Linked DNA regions of Podarcis muralis: region 1 is linked to region 2. The links are chromatin contacts, called in public Hi-C maps. All regions are on one chromosome and are shown on one strand. Each heading gives the region's core, a stretch centred on a gene start, on an enhancer-like site or on the middle of the called end of the contact. The rest is flanking DNA. Distances are from core to core; before and after follow the strand shown. Region 1 holds the start of NDUFB6 (NADH:ubiquinone oxidoreductase subunit B6). Region 2 holds the start of CDC37L1 (cell division cycle 37 like 1, HSP90 cochaperone).

Region 1 (2,700 bases), core at 201-2,700, 230 kb before region 2:
TATCTTACTCTCAAGTAAGAGCTGCTGTCGTCGTGTTTTGCAATCCAAAACATCTGGAGAGCGCCAGGTTGGGAACAGAGAGAGAAATTAACGGACGTGTTTTTTAAGAACTCATATTTTTAAGCAAAACATGGCCCCTTTACTGGCTTACCCCAATTAAAAACCATAATGAAAATACTGGTTGCAATTCAACAATATAACAATGTACATAATACAGTCATACCTCGGGTTACAGACGCTTCAGGTTGCGCACCGCGCCAAACCAGGAATTACCGGAACGGGTTACTTCCGGGTTTCGGCGCTCCTGCATGCACAGAAGTGCTAAATCATGCTTTGTGCATGCACAGAAGAGCTGAATCAAGACTCGCGCGTGCGCAGATGCGGCGCTGCGGGTTGCGAACTTGCCTCTCACACGGATCACATTCGCAACCCGAGCATCCACTGTACAGTGGTACCTCGGGTTAAGAACTTAATTCGTTCTGGAGGTCCGTTCTTAACCTGAAACTCTTCTTAACCTGAGGTACCACTTTAGCTAATGGGGGCCTCCCGCTGCCGCCGCACGATTTCTCTTCTCATCCTGAAGCAAAGTTCTTAACCCAAGGTAATATTTCTGGGTTAGCGGACCGAGGTACCACTGTATGCAAACCTTGATGATTGCAGGTATAGGAACAAGAAGTGAAATCCTGACTTTACATTGGCTCAGTTAGGGTGCTATTTGCCTGCTGCTTTCTGCAACAACAAAAAACCCCTCATTTCAAGAAGAAGAAAAATGCCCTGTCCCACTGCATCTTTTAATAACATATCCTCACAGAGGGAAATAGTCTATAGCATTCTGAAGGGTTGCTACAACCTTTGGTTCTAATCGCCAATGTTTTATTGATTCATCGCCTTTTTTATTTTATTCCTTTCTCTTTTATGATTTTATTGTCTAAATTATGCCAATAAAAGGATGGGTGAATGTTCTAATCCATTTATCAACACGTCCCGATAGTTCAGCAAATCCAGCTCATTCCCACATTCTTAACAGCTCAAGCCCAACCATGCCTACTCGGAAGAAAGCCCTACATCAGTGAGGCTTGGTGATTTGATGCTAAACAGCTAAACCAAAGCAAGTCTGGCTGCTGGTGATGCCATGAATTTGAATCTGATCAGGGCTTCTTGAAGAAGAAAGGTGGGGTAAAAATAATATAAAAATAAAAAAATAAAAAATAAAAATATAAAATAATAACATAAAATAAAATAAAAAGGTGGGACGTAAATAAAATAGAAATTAATATACAATACAATACGGGAGGAGACCTCAGACATTCAAGTGAGGCTCTTTTAGGTGATATACGGGAAAGCTCGGCTCTCTGCTCTGTTTGATCCGCTTCTGCTGGATTCAAGATGCAGGCGTCGCCCCCCAGAGCCAGAAAAGTGTAGAGCCATGCATAGCAGCGGAGCAGCCGCAGATTCCGGGGCAAAATGCCAACTTCCTACGCAAAGCAGGGAGCCGTTCTCCGTCCTGAAAAACCGGATAGAAAGACGTTACTGGGGTTTTCTTTTCACGCTTCCTGCGTTTTGGATTCTCAACAAAATCACCTTTTTAATTTAAAAAAACTCACGTTGAAAAGTACTGGGAGGGGGAAAGGTGCCTACGAAGAACCCATCCCGCATCGCCGGAAGTATGAAACCGTGTGTCACTTTAACCTTTTTTCCTTCTTCCTATCTCTATGGGGTCCTGCGGCGGCGGCGCGCGAGGGTGACGCCACTTCCTGTCCGTCGGTCGCCGTGCTGCTGCCCGCTGCCGGGCAAGGTCGTGTGGAGATGGCTCCTCCGGGCTCGGAGCTGGGCCGCGGCGGCATCGTCCCTCAGGGGACGACGATGGGCTACACGGCCGACGAGAAGCTTCGCCTGGAGCAGCTGAGGGCGCTGCGGCGCCGCTGGCTGAAGGACCAGGAGCTGAGCCCCAGGGAGCCCGTCCTGCCCCCGAGGAAGCCCGGCCTGGTGGAAGGCTTCTGGGAGGGGTTCCTCAAGCCCGGCGGGCTCTGGAGGCAGCAGGTGAGGCGGGGAGGGAGGGAGGCCCAAGGGAGACTCTTTCCTCGCGGGTTTAGGTCAGGCATAGGCAAACCCGGACCTCCAGATGTTTTGGGACTACATCTCCCATCATCCCTAGCTAACAGGACCAGTGATCAGGGATGATGGGAGTTGTAGTCGTCGTCGTCGTCATCATCATCATCATCGTCAAACCTTTCCTTGGCATCGCATACAAACATCCAAAACAAATCAATACAGAATTACTGCTTCCCCAGTGGCGCTGTGGGTTAAACCACAGGGTTAAACCACAGAGCCTAGGACTTGCTGATCAGAAGGTCGGCAGTTCGAATCCCCGCGATGGGGTGAGCTCCCGTTGCTCGGTCCCTGCTCCTGCCAACTTAGCAGTTTGAAAGCATGTCAAAGTGCAAGTAGATAAATAGGCACCGCTCCAGCAGGAAGGTAAACGCCGTTTCCGTGCTTTGCTCTGGTTCGCCAGAAGCGGCTTAGTCCTGCTGGCCACATGACCTTGGCCAATAAAGCGAGATGAGCGCCGCAACCCCAGAGTCTGTCACGACTGGACCTAACAGTCAGGGCTCCCTTTACCTTTACAGTGGCACAAACATTTGCTCAAAGAAAGGAGGCAGGGCAGTCTATCGTCACATCTCTTGGTCTCCAGGGAGATCA
Region 2 (2,952 bases), core at 10-2,509:
CGCCGCGGGGAGGGGAAGGGAGGGGAGGAGGGGCCTCGGGTCCTTTCCCCCAGGCGCCTCTCTCTCTCTCTGACGGCGGGGGCTGGGTTTACTCGCGAGCAAAACTGCTTAGGCGAGAAGAGCCTAGGCAGCTGGAGGTTTCCTCCTTGCAAGCTTTGCAAGCTGCTTTTTTTTCCTCGGCGGGGCTCATCATGCGCCTTTCGCACAGCTGCAGGATTTCAGCAGGTGGAGGAGGAGCATCACCTGTTGAATTTCTGCCGAAATGAAAGGCAGGCTGCCGTTTGGTGTCAAAAACGTCCTAGCCGGGAAATTGGTGCAAGGGAACAACCGGTCCCGCCGGCAGGTGGCCCCTTTCTGCCTTCTCCCCGAGCCCTGCAAGCTGGAAAGCTTTTGCCCTAGCAAATGATGATGATGATGATGATGATGTTAATGGGCTGCTTGGGATTAATTCCGGCTTGGGATTCATCCAGTCCAGCCTTTCGCATAATGAATTCTGCATATAAGTTAAATAACCAGGGAGTCTCTCCTTCGGTAGAGCATGAGACGCTTCATCATCTCAGGGTTGTGGGTTCGAGTCTCACGATGGGTGAAAGATTCCTGCATTACAGGGGGTTGGACAAGATGGCCCTCGAGGCCTCTTCCAACTCTATGAACCTATGTAGTAATAGTAATAATCAGTGCTTTTTTCAATAATAATAATATATGTTTAGGGGTACTCTCATTTGGAATCAAGAAAATCACAATTTTATAGTTCAAATCGGGGGAAATAAATACAGTAAATGGACAAAAGTGCAAAGATTCACAAAATGTTTAGGGGTATGCGTACCCTGTGTCCCCCCAGAAAAAAGCACTGGTAATAATAATAATAAGTTGTTAATGGGCTGCTGAATCATGCATGCTTCAGTGGAAGCATGAGACACTTCATCTCAGGTTTGTGGGTTCGAGTCCCACGTTGGGTGAAAAATTCCTGCATTGCGTGGGGTTGGACTAGATAACCCTCGTGGACCCTTCTCACTCTATGAACCTATGTAATTGTAATAATAATAATAATAGTGAGACGCAATAGCAACGGCAGACGCTGCCTGAGCTGCCCAGAGGAGCCGGCGCCTCCGGCTCAGCCCACCGCGCAAGCGCGAGGCTTCCCTCCCTGTCTCCTAGCAACCGCCCGGACAGCTGACGCAGCCGTGGAGAGGGGGCGGGAGGAGGCAGCGGCGCGGTGAGCTCATAAGCCGGCGACGCGGCGTTGTTGCCGGAAGTGCCTCCCGCAGGAACTTCCGGCGGGACCTTGTAGTAGAAGCCGGAAGTCGAGGCTGAGACGGGGCAGGGATGTCTCTGTGGCTGCCGCGCTCCCAGGACCTGCGCGCGGGGCAGCAGGAAGACCTCCTCCCCCGGCCAGGCGCTCAGGTACAGCCGCTCCTCCGGCAGAGACGCCGAGAGGCTCCTCGGAAGGACTCGCTCCCCTTCTCCGAGAGGGGCGCTCGCAGGAACGGGGCAGCGGGGGGTCCGGTTCCTTCCCGTCCCTTGCTCGGTGGCGTCGCTCGAGGCACCTTGGCGGGCTTGGCCTGGCTGCTGATCTCTCCTTATTCACACACACACCCCGACGTCGTCACTTTAGCCGTCTCCCTGCCCCCCCCCGGAGACTGAGGGTTGCCCCCTCTCCTGGATAATATAGGATTATTAGAAGCATGTTGTTGTTTAGTCGTGTCCGACTCTTCGTGACCCCATGGACCAGAGCATGCCAGGCACTCCTGTCTTCCACCGTCTCCCGCAGTTTGGTCAAACTCGTGTTTGTAGCTTCGAGAACACCGTCCAACCATCTTGTCCTCTGTCGTCCCCTTCTCCTTGTGCCCTCCATCTTTCCCAACATCAGGGTCTTTTCCAGGGAGTCTTCTCTTCTCATGAGGTGGCCAAAGTATTGGAGCCTCAACTTCACGATCTGCCCTTCCAGTGAGCACTCAGGGCTGATTTCCTTAAGAATGGATACGTTTGATCTTCTTGCAGTCCATGGGACTCTCAAGAGTCTCCTCCAGCACCATAATTCAAAAGCATCAATTCTTCGGCGATCAGCCTTCTTGATGGTTCAGCTCTCACTTCCATACATCACTACTGGGAAAACCATGGCTTTGACTATACGGACCTTTGTTGGCAAGGTGATGTCTCTGCTTTTTAGGATGCTGTCTAGGTTTGCCATCGCCTTTCTCCCAAGGAGCAGGCGTCTTTTAATTTCGTGTCTGCTGTCACCATCTGCAGTGATCATGGAGCCCAAAAAAGTTAAATCTCTCACTGCCTCCATTTCTTCCCCTTCTATTTGCCAGGAGGTGATGGGACCAGTGGCCATGATCTTCGTTTTTTTGATGTTGAGTTTCAGACCATATTTTGCGCTCTCCTCTTTCACCCTCATTAAAAGGTTCTTTAATTCCTCCTCGCTTTCTGCCATCAAGGTTGTGTCATCTGCATATCGGAGGTTGTTGATATTTCTTCTGGCGATCTTAATTCCGGCTTGGGATTCATCCAGTCCAGCCTTTCGCATAATGAATTCTGCATATAAGTTAAATAACCAGGGAGACAATATACAGCCTTGCCGTACTCCTTTCCCAATTTTGAACCTATCAGTTGTTCCATATCCAGTTCTAACTGTAGCTTCTTGTCCCACATAGAGATTTCTCAGGAGACAGATGAGGTGATCAGGCACTCCCATTTCTTTAAGAACTTGCCATAGTTTGCTGTGGTCGACACAGTCAAAGGCTTTTGCATAGTCAATGAAGCAGAAGTAGATGTCTTTCTGGAACTCTCTAGCTTTCTCCATAATCCAGCGCATGTTTGCAATTTGGTCTCTGGTTCCTCTGCCCCTTCGAAATCCAGCTTGCACTTCTGGGAGTTCTCGGTCCACATACTGCTTAAGCCTGCCTTGTAGAATTTTAAGCATAATCTTGCTAGCGTGTGAAATGAGTG

Evidence for each region. A called contact is a pair of places that touch in the nucleus more often than the background predicts.
Region 1: a contact with region 2 is called in a Hi-C map of blood, with 5 times the contacts expected there. The contact joins the promoter of NDUFB6 here to the promoter of CDC37L1 in region 2. A contact is called at or near these places in 2 of 3 Hi-C or Micro-C datasets (blood and tail).

Annotation. Positions count from the first base shown.
Region 1 is chr17:22,498,952-22,501,651 of rPodMur119.hap1.1, reverse strand. It overlaps NDUFB6 (NADH:ubiquinone oxidoreductase subunit B6), which reads left to right and starts at 1,450. Exons shown (of 4, transcript XM_028711936.2): 1 at 1,450-2,040. The coding sequence starts at 1,465.
Region 2 is chr17:22,269,008-22,271,959 of rPodMur119.hap1.1, reverse strand. CDC37L1 (cell division cycle 37 like 1, HSP90 cochaperone) reads left to right here and starts at 1,259. Exons shown (of 7, transcript XM_028711935.2): 1 at 1,259-1,404. The coding sequence starts at 1,327. SPATA6L (spermatogenesis associated 6 like) reads right to left here and starts at 411. Exons shown (of 11, transcript XM_028711927.2): 1 at 1-411.